Linked DNA regions of Sus scrofa: region 1 is linked to region 2. Evidence: chromatin contacts called from public promoter capture Hi-C data. All regions are on one chromosome and are shown on one strand. The core of a region is the stretch at or near the end of the contact, and the rest is flanking DNA. Distances in the headings are between cores, read along the strand shown. Region 1 holds the start of MEAF6 (MYST/Esa1 associated factor 6). Region 2 holds the start of MRPS15 (28S ribosomal protein S15, mitochondrial).

Evidence for each region. Promoter capture Hi-C pulls out the DNA fragments that hold promoters and counts their contacts.
Region 1: a contact with region 2 is called in a promoter capture Hi-C map of fetal skeletal muscle, with 20 times the contacts expected there. The contact joins the promoter of MEAF6 here to the promoter of MRPS15 in region 2. A contact is called at or near these places in 2 of 5 promoter capture datasets (fetal skeletal muscle and liver) and 2 of 2 datasets of contacts at active chromatin or transcription factors (alveolar macrophages and skeletal muscle).

Annotation. Positions count from the first base shown.
Region 1 is chr6:93,586,210-93,590,539 of Sscrofa11.1, forward strand. It overlaps MEAF6 (MYST/Esa1 associated factor 6), which reads right to left and starts at 2,773. Exons shown (of 7, transcript NM_001243456.1): 1 at 2,683-2,773; 2 at 1,129-1,244. The coding sequence starts at 2,772.
Region 2 is chr6:92,545,654-92,549,740 of Sscrofa11.1, forward strand. MRPS15 (28S ribosomal protein S15, mitochondrial) reads right to left here and starts at 2,186. Exons shown (of 8, transcript XM_021095959.1): 1 at 1,962-2,186; 2 at 1,627-1,671; 3 at 636-708. The coding sequence starts at 2,097. LOC102167570 (a long non-coding RNA gene) reads left to right here and starts at 2,092. Exons shown (of 5, transcript XR_002344972.1): 1 at 2,092-2,243.

The DNA of each region.
Region 1 (4,330 bases), core at 1,523-4,022, 1.0 Mb after region 2:
TAATTATCATATATATAATATAAATGTATAAATACATATTTCATATATGTACGGAAGAGGAGATATAACTAACTACAAAGGAGTAGCACGAGAGAGCTCTTCGTGGTGAGAGAATAGTTCTGTATCTTGACTGCAGTGGTGGTTACAGGAATCTATAGACATGATAAAATGACAGAACTACATATACACATTGTACCAGTGTCAATTTCCTGCTTTTGCTATTGTACTATATGGTTATGTAAAACCCAACCACTGGGGAAAACTGGGGGAAGGGTACATGGGACCTCTCTTACTATTTTTGCAACTTCCTATGTGTCAATTTAAAAAAAAAAAAAAAAAACTTAAGCATAGAAATAGTGGTGTGTGTTACTATATATTAAGAGGGAGAAAGAAGAGAGAGAAAGCAAATGTGGCAACAAGTTAACAATTGCTGAATGCTGGTAAGGGGTATCAAGAGATCAACTAGTCTTTCAAGTACTCTGCAGATTTGAGAAATTTCCAAAAAGTTTAGCAAGTTTAAAAAAATTTTTAGGAGTTCCCGTGTGGCTCAGTGGTTAACAAATCTGACTCCGATCCATGAGGATGCAGGTTCAATCCCTGGCCTCGCTCAGTGGGTTAAGGATCAGGCATTTCTGTGAGCTGTAGGGTAGGTCACAGGAGTGGTTCAGATCCTGTGTTGCTATGGCTGTGGTGCAGGCCAGCAGCTACAGCTCTGATTGAACCCCTAGCCTGGGAACCTCCATATGCTGCAGGTGCGGCCCTAAAAAGAAAAAAAAAAAATTTTTTTTTTAGAAAGAATATTACTAAATGAAACTGTGATACAGTTGCCACACAGGTATAGCAAATCTTGGGACTCATGACATGACAGGAGTGTATTACATGCTGTATTTCATTGAAGCATTGCACAACCCTGTGCCATTGGCGGGACTTCTCCGACTGTGTGGGGCTGGTGTAGAGTTTATCTGGGATTACCCAGGAGTGGCTGAGCCAGAGTCCAAGCTCAAATGCAGACCTCTTTCCACCCCACTTTACTACTGCCTCCCTGCAAAGCCACTACCAAGAAATTACCCAGTCCTAAGCACAAATATTACAAGGACATCATACAAATACTACAGGCTTGACACTCACTTTTGGTTGGTCAGATACCGATCCCAGCCACGAATAATATTGCCATACATCTGAGTGTCTTCCAGGTAGCTTCCTTCAAAAGCATAGATCTGTCTCTCTAAGTTTGCCAGTGTTTCCTGAGTGACGAAAAATAAGGAAGTGGTTAATACCTTTTACATGCTTGCATTAAGCCTAACCAAAATGAACTTTTTTTTTTTTTAAGGGCCACACCTGAGGCATTTGGAAGTTCCCAGGCTAGGGGTCGAATCAGAGTTACAGCCGCTGTCCTACGCCACAGCAACTCAGGATTCCAGCCGAAGTCTGCAACCTACACCACAGCTCAGGCAACACCGGATCCTTAACCCACGGAGTGAGGCCAGGGATCCAACCCGCATCCTAATGGTACTAGTCAGATTCGTTTCCGCTGAGCCGCGACAGGAACTCCCAAATTGAAGTCTATATCAGACTTATAAATTCAAGCTCAACTACACCAAACCAGCCTTGCGGAGGGAGGAATGACACGGGCAGGGGCAGGGTGTTTCACACTAAGGCAGTCTATACCTGTCTTGTATCCCTTGAGGACAGAATGGAATAGAGAGAGCCTGTCCCCAGAAAAATGTACAAAAGTTTGTATATACTCAGAGGCTTCGTGGAAACCCAGCTGTCAAGAACCCGGGCGGAGGAAAAAAAAGAGCAGTCTCCACTCCCACGCATAAAAGGTACTGCTACCAGGAGAGGGAAGGGTAAGCAGCCTTCCAGCGCCAACTGGCTCCCCTCCCCGTAGGCTCCGAAAGGCCGCCAGCACTGGGCTGCCGGTTGCTATGGAAACCTGGAAGGGCAGCTTCAGGTGAGATGGGCCTCCCGGTGCCCAAGCCAAAACGCGAGGGGAGGGAGGGCTTAGCCGCCACGGTCCAAGGGACCCGGGCTGCGTGTCACAATTCTTAATTCCCTAACCGAGTCCGCTCCCCTCGCCTGTCACCTCCTAAGATGTTCCCAAACACATCACATCCCTGCCCATCAAAAACCCCATCTAACGGATCTACTCCTAGTCCCCAAAAGGACGAGACCCTCCATCCTCCAAAGACCAGGCAGGATGTGTGAGTGTCCCTCCCACACTCGCCTCCTACCCCACCACCCCACCTAAAGCCCACCAGCAAGCCCGGACCAATCTACAGCCCACCGATCCGCCCGCCCCGCACTCCTTAAAGATCATGGACCCGCTCGCCCTCGCCTACCCCGCAGAGCTCACGGTTACTCGCTTTAGCAGGGCTGCAGCACAGAAGCCCCCACCCCCTGGCGCCATCCTTCCTCCACGCCCCCGCCCGCCTAGTCCCCCTCCCCCTCCCCGGCTCCGCGCCCCGCCCCCAGCCCAGGCTCCCGGCTCCGGATCTGCACCGCCTGGAAGCCGAGGCGCCGGCGGGCCGCGCACTGCGCAGCCGTCCTCAGGCCGCCGGACTCCCGGGCGCCGCGCTGCGCCCACCGAGTAACGAACCGCCCGGCGCGGCGGAGCCGGGGTCTGGAGGCAGGGGCAGGCACGGGGTCCCCACCCGGGCGCCCCCCGGTGCTAGCCCTCACCGCCAGCTCCTGCTTCCGCTTCACGAGCTCTGCCAGCTCCCGCCGGGTGTCCGGGATCTGCGGCGGCGCCGCCTTGTTGTGCATCGCCATGTTGGGCTGAGGCGGGCGGCAGCGGCGCCAGGCTGGGGGCGGTCCTAGCGCGCCGCCGCCCGCCAGGGGGCGCCCGCCTCTGCACTGCGCCTGCGCAGGCGACTTCCGGAGGGGAGCCCCGCCGCGCAGAACTCCCGCGCGCGCGCGCGTGCGCGCGCCCTGCCAAAAGAACCCCACTGATGGGTTCTGCTTTTGGTCCTAACCGCGTTTCTACACCGCAAATTCACCGTGTCCAAAATCAGACTTATCCGCAGTCTCCTCAGTGAATGACTTTCACTGTCCACCGAATTGCCCAGGTCGGAAACCTGGGTACCATCCTCACCCTCCTTCACCCCCTTAATCCAATCCAAAACCAATTCCTGTGGACTCGACCGCAGAAGAGCCCGCAAATTATTTTCTTTTGTCTGCCACCTCCTTCGTTCATCCAGGCCCTCCCTATTTTAGGTACATTATTCCAGGAGCTCCCGTTTCCACTCTTAGCTCCATTTAATCCATTATTCACAGTGGTGCCAGGATGATTTGTTTGGGGAAAACAAATGTGTTACTCCCCTGCTTAAAACCTTTCAAAGACTTCCCGTTGCCCTTTAGAGAGACAAACATGTGTGGTGGTTAATGACACAAACTAACTACCTAGTTCAAAATTCTACCTCTACCATTGATAAGCTGTCCCACCCTGGGCAGGTAACTCAATTTCACTTGGCTCAATTTCCTCCTCTATAAAATGGAAGTAATAATAGCTCCTACCTAATACAATTTCCATAAGGAATTAATCACTTAAGGTAAGTGCTTGGCAAGTAAGCACTACTTAAGTCAAATCATTAAGCCTGATATTGTTAACTTTGTTTTCATCTCCCCCCTGTTTATTTCTCCTCTCCATTTTTCAGGGTTCTGCAATTTCATTAGAAATCCAGGTAGGATTTTTTTTTTCCATTTTGCTTGCTTGCTTGCCTGCTTTCCTTCTTTCTTGCTTTCTTTTTGCTTTGCTTTGAAAGTCTCTGTGTTTCTTCAGTCTGTGTATTTGTACTTTCACCAGTTCTGGGAAATTCAGCTATCTTTCCTAGGATATCCTCTACCTCAGTTTCTCTCTCCTTCTAGAATTCAGATTAAATTTAAGAATCCTTTTTTTTTTCTCTCTCTACTGCATTCTGTTACATGTTGATCTTGTAACCCAGGGTCTCGCTGAACTCTCTTATTGATTCTAGGTTTTTTGGTAGATTCTGTGGGATTTTTGTTGTTGTTGTTAGGGCTGCACATGCAGCATATGGAGGTTCTCAGGCTAGGGGGTCTAATCAGAGTTGCAGCCATGGGCCTATGTCACCGCCACAGAAATGCCAGATCTGAGCAATATCTGCAACCTACACCACAGTTCATGACGCCTGAGCGTGGCCAGGGGTCAAACCTGCATCCTCATGGTTACTAGTCAGACTTGTTTCCATTGAGCCACAACAGGAACTCCTCTTTGGGATTTTTAAAGTAGACAATAAATTCATCTGCAAATAGGGAGATTTATTTTTTTCCTTTCCAACCTGTGTGTTTTTGTTTCCTTTTTTTGCCTTAC
Region 2 (4,087 bases), core at 936-3,435:
CATGGATCTGATTTGCTGAGCTGAGAATATGGAATGACCTGATAACTACAGAAAACTGGGGCTGTCAACTTGAGTGTTCCAGGCTCATCACAGTGAAGGCAAAAAGAGGATTCCCATTTTAGCTGGAATATGGTTCAGTCTGTCTTGAAACACTTCAATTCTAAAATCATTGTTTCTTTCTCATGTTACATTGCATAGTGGGAAGGACTGGAGGGACTGCCCAGCTCCCACCTTGCAGAGGAGAGGGGCTGAGCAGAGGGTCTTGGTTTTGGTGTCTTTCAGCCCTGATTCAGACTCCAGGTCTGCCCCTTAGGAGCTGCATGACTCTGGGCAGTCTGCTAATCTACAAAAGGGGGATACTCTTTCTTCTCACATAGGATCAAGAGATGAGAGATTTCCACAAAGACCTGTGAGGCATGGTGACTCCTTGATATCTAAGGGTAGAGTAGAGGGTCTTTATCCAGAGCTCCATCTGCCCCTACTGCCCATTCACCTTCACCCTGCCTGGGCTTCTCTAGTTCTCTGCCCTGTTCCATAATCAAGCTTCAGATACAGCAGGCCTCCACCCTGAAGCCCTTTCCTTGCCAATCCTCCCAGGGCCCCCTGCTTCATCGAAGAGATTTCTTCCTGCTTACTTATGAATTCCAGGCACGTTCTGGTAGTCCAGGAGCAGCATGGAAGGAGGCGGGTCATCTTGGTTGGGCTGGACTGTCAAGGGTAGGGATGGAAAACAGTCAGTTCTCACTGCCCATCCTCCCAGACTTGGCCCTTCTCACCAAACGAACACTGTCAGACACATCCAGGTTCTCAGGCAAGGCACTGGATATCTCTGGGCTGTTTCTCTTCTGCAAATCCTGTGGGTACCTGTCCTGATATATCATGCTGGGAGCAGAGAGCCTTTCCCAAGACCCTGTACTGTGCTCGCATCTCTCACACACCCATCTGGCTCTACAGTTATCAGGTGTCCTACGTGGATGGGTCCTCCTGTGAAGTTTGACTCCCTCTGAATCCCGCACAGTCTGGTTTGTGGCCCACCACAGAAGAGGCACTCAACACTCACTAGCTAATTGCATGAATGAAATAAGGGGGTTGAGGAGGAACTCTTAGCTTTAAGACACCTGCAACATAAGCACCAAATAGAGACCACAGGAAATGGGCCCGGGCGTGTGCTTACTGTTGAGGCAGAGGCAATGGGAGATGAGCCTGTCTTCTCCAGTCAGACCCTGCTCCTCCCCTATGCAAATAAGTAAATAATATCAAGTAACAGAGATGTGAACACTGCCTAGAAATGGGAAACAAGAAAGGGAGGACGCAAATGCTGTGCTACCCAGGTGAGCTTGGGTAGTGCCAGCCACGCATTCCCCCTGGCTGGCTCATTTCCATTCACATCGACCCCCAAAACTCCTGCTCCTAATGTTCATCTCCCCTCCCCTTACCTTTCAGGCGGGCTCCAGGCCTGCGGCTTTGTGACTAGGTGGACGTGGCTTTCTTCGCAGGTCCTCTGGCCAATCCCCCCTGCAGCCTCCCCCACCTAGTGGCTCTAACTAGCCACCTCTGTCCCCTTGGTCACCCCACCCCTTCCAGGCAATCTCTTTTCCGTCTCAAGTCCAACCCAAGACCTCCTACCTGGCTTTTGGGCGGCATATCCACGGGCGGCCCGGAGAATGAGACCTACGCAAGAGAGAAAGGGCTGAAGCCCATGTCCTTAAACAGTTCAGGCTCGATTCTCGTCTACGGCCCTCGCACTACTTTTCCTCCATGGTCTCTGTGCCTCTGCGCGGAACCGCCGCCCCAGTTCTTCCGCACACCGATGTCCCAGCTCTCTCCCACCTCGCCTTACTTCGTCCGCGACCGCTCTTTGTTCTGCCGCTACACTCCCCCTCCAGCCTCTTCCCCGGTATCCTCTATCTCCGCCGAACCCCGTTTCCCTACACCCGCTGTCGGGCTTCTCAGCTCCTCACCTGCAGGACGTGAGGGAAGGGCCCGCTGGACAGAGGGAAACCTGGCGCACCCTCCGCCCGGAAGCCCGAGGACTGGGGCCTGGGTCACTGCCTGGGTCCTAATCGAACTCAGCGCCCTCCACGCCGCCCTCAGCATGGTGACTTCTGACCCTCGCCGCGGCCTCCGTCGCCTTCGCGGTACGGACTGTACTTACATGGGCGCTGCCATGTTGGCTCAGGCTCGATCAATCGAGTGCAGTCGCGAGACCGGAGCAGATGAGAACCGAGATGATAGATTGGAAGGTAGGCCTCTCTTAAGGCGCGCAGTTGGGCGGAGGGGAGGTCTAGGTAGCTGTTGTGTGAGCTTGGCGGTTCGAGGGGGTGGGAGGGCTTGGACTTTGCCTGGCTTTGTTAATGGTGTGCGGTGCTGTATAAAATCTAAGATGCTACTATTTCTTGAGCGTGCATCCCACCTTTAATCCCATTCTATTTTCCTGACCTCGGCTCCGATTATCTTGAGGGCTTCCATGGGACCTGCCTTGGTCTTTTACCCCTAATCTAGCATCCTGTGGCCTTAGCCCCAGTCCAGGATGGGGCCGCATAGGAATTACTGGGTTTCATCCTTTTTGGCAGCATTGCAGCGTGGTAATTAAGGTCGCTGAGTTTGGACAGCCCTGGGCTGGAATCCTAGCTCAGCCATTTACTCTCTGTGTGATTTTGTAGGCAAGTCCCTCAACCTTTCTGGGCCACAGTGTATTTACTCCTCCATGATATGGGGTGGTAATAACAGTATCGATCTTTTAGGTTGTTAGAAGATTAACTGGGGCAGTTGTGTGCAAAGCATCTGGACTGTAGTAAACAATCAAGAAATATTAGTTGTGATATTTGTGAAATGAGTTTAAGGATAAATGCAAATTAAAAGTAGGAAAAATAAATCTTTATTTTCCCCGGTGCAAAAAAGGGAGACTCTCTTCCCCCTTGCTTTTCTTAGAGCATTTTATTTTATTTTTAATTTTTTGGCCATGCCCGCAGCATGCAGAAGGCCAGGGGTCGAACCCTAATCATAGCAGCGACCCAAGCCACACAGTGACAACACTGGATCCTTAACCCACTGAGTCACAGGGAATGCCTTAGAGCATTTACTTTATTTATTTATTTGTGTGTGTGTGTCTTTTTAGGGCCACACCCACAGCATATGGAAGTTCCCAGGCCAGGGGTCGAATCCCAGCTGCCGGCCTACACCACAGCTCCCCGTAATGCTGGATCCTTAACTCACTGAGCAAGGCCAGGGATGGAACCTGTATCCTCATGGATACTAGTCGCTTCTTTACTGCTGAGCCATGACGGGGAACTCCAGAGCATTTACTTTGGAATAGGTGTACCTGCGAATTCTTTCTCTGCTCTTTTGAGAAGTATGTAAATCTTTTAAAAAGCTAAACGAGCCTCTTGCCAGTTTTACAACTCAGGCATGTCTGGCTCAAGGATCTGGGAGCCGGCTCTGAGATGTAATCATTGAGAAAGATAGTACTTCTGTCTTCCAGTTTCTGCAGGAGGGTGGGAGCCTAACTTCAGCTAGTGCCCAGCTCCGAGTTGCCAACCTCCTCTCATAAAGATAAGAGAAATTAATTTTTCCTTTGAATAAATGTGATTAGCAAGTCCAGGTAGCTACCCCATTTCCCAGCTGAATTTAGGATGACCCCAGTGTGACAAATAGTGCTGTCAAGTCCTGTTACTTGAGGACTAGTTATTGATTATCTTGAGAAAATGCATAAGTTGTGTCCGCTTGGCTGTGAAAGGGTGCTTTTTTGTCTTTGCAAGCTCTTGAGCTGATTGCCTGTGTCGCGCATCGCATTCTGATTTAATTCTCATTCAATTAAAACACTGTTTTCTTCCTCTTCTACCCTTGTGGAGAGATGTTTTAGGGAGACTTTGTTTTTAATTATACATCGCAGCAGGGGTTACTCTTTTCCGAGGTCTGTTCCCTGTGTCTGTTCCCGAGGTGTGTTCCTCCGTGACTCCCTCGGCAACCCTGGCCACTGTGCTCTGGTGGTCATCTTTCAAGTCTATATCACTAGATTGGGAGCTCTGCGAGGATGGACTGAGCCTCGTTGGGTTTGAACCCCCACTGCCAGCACAGGGCCTAGAAG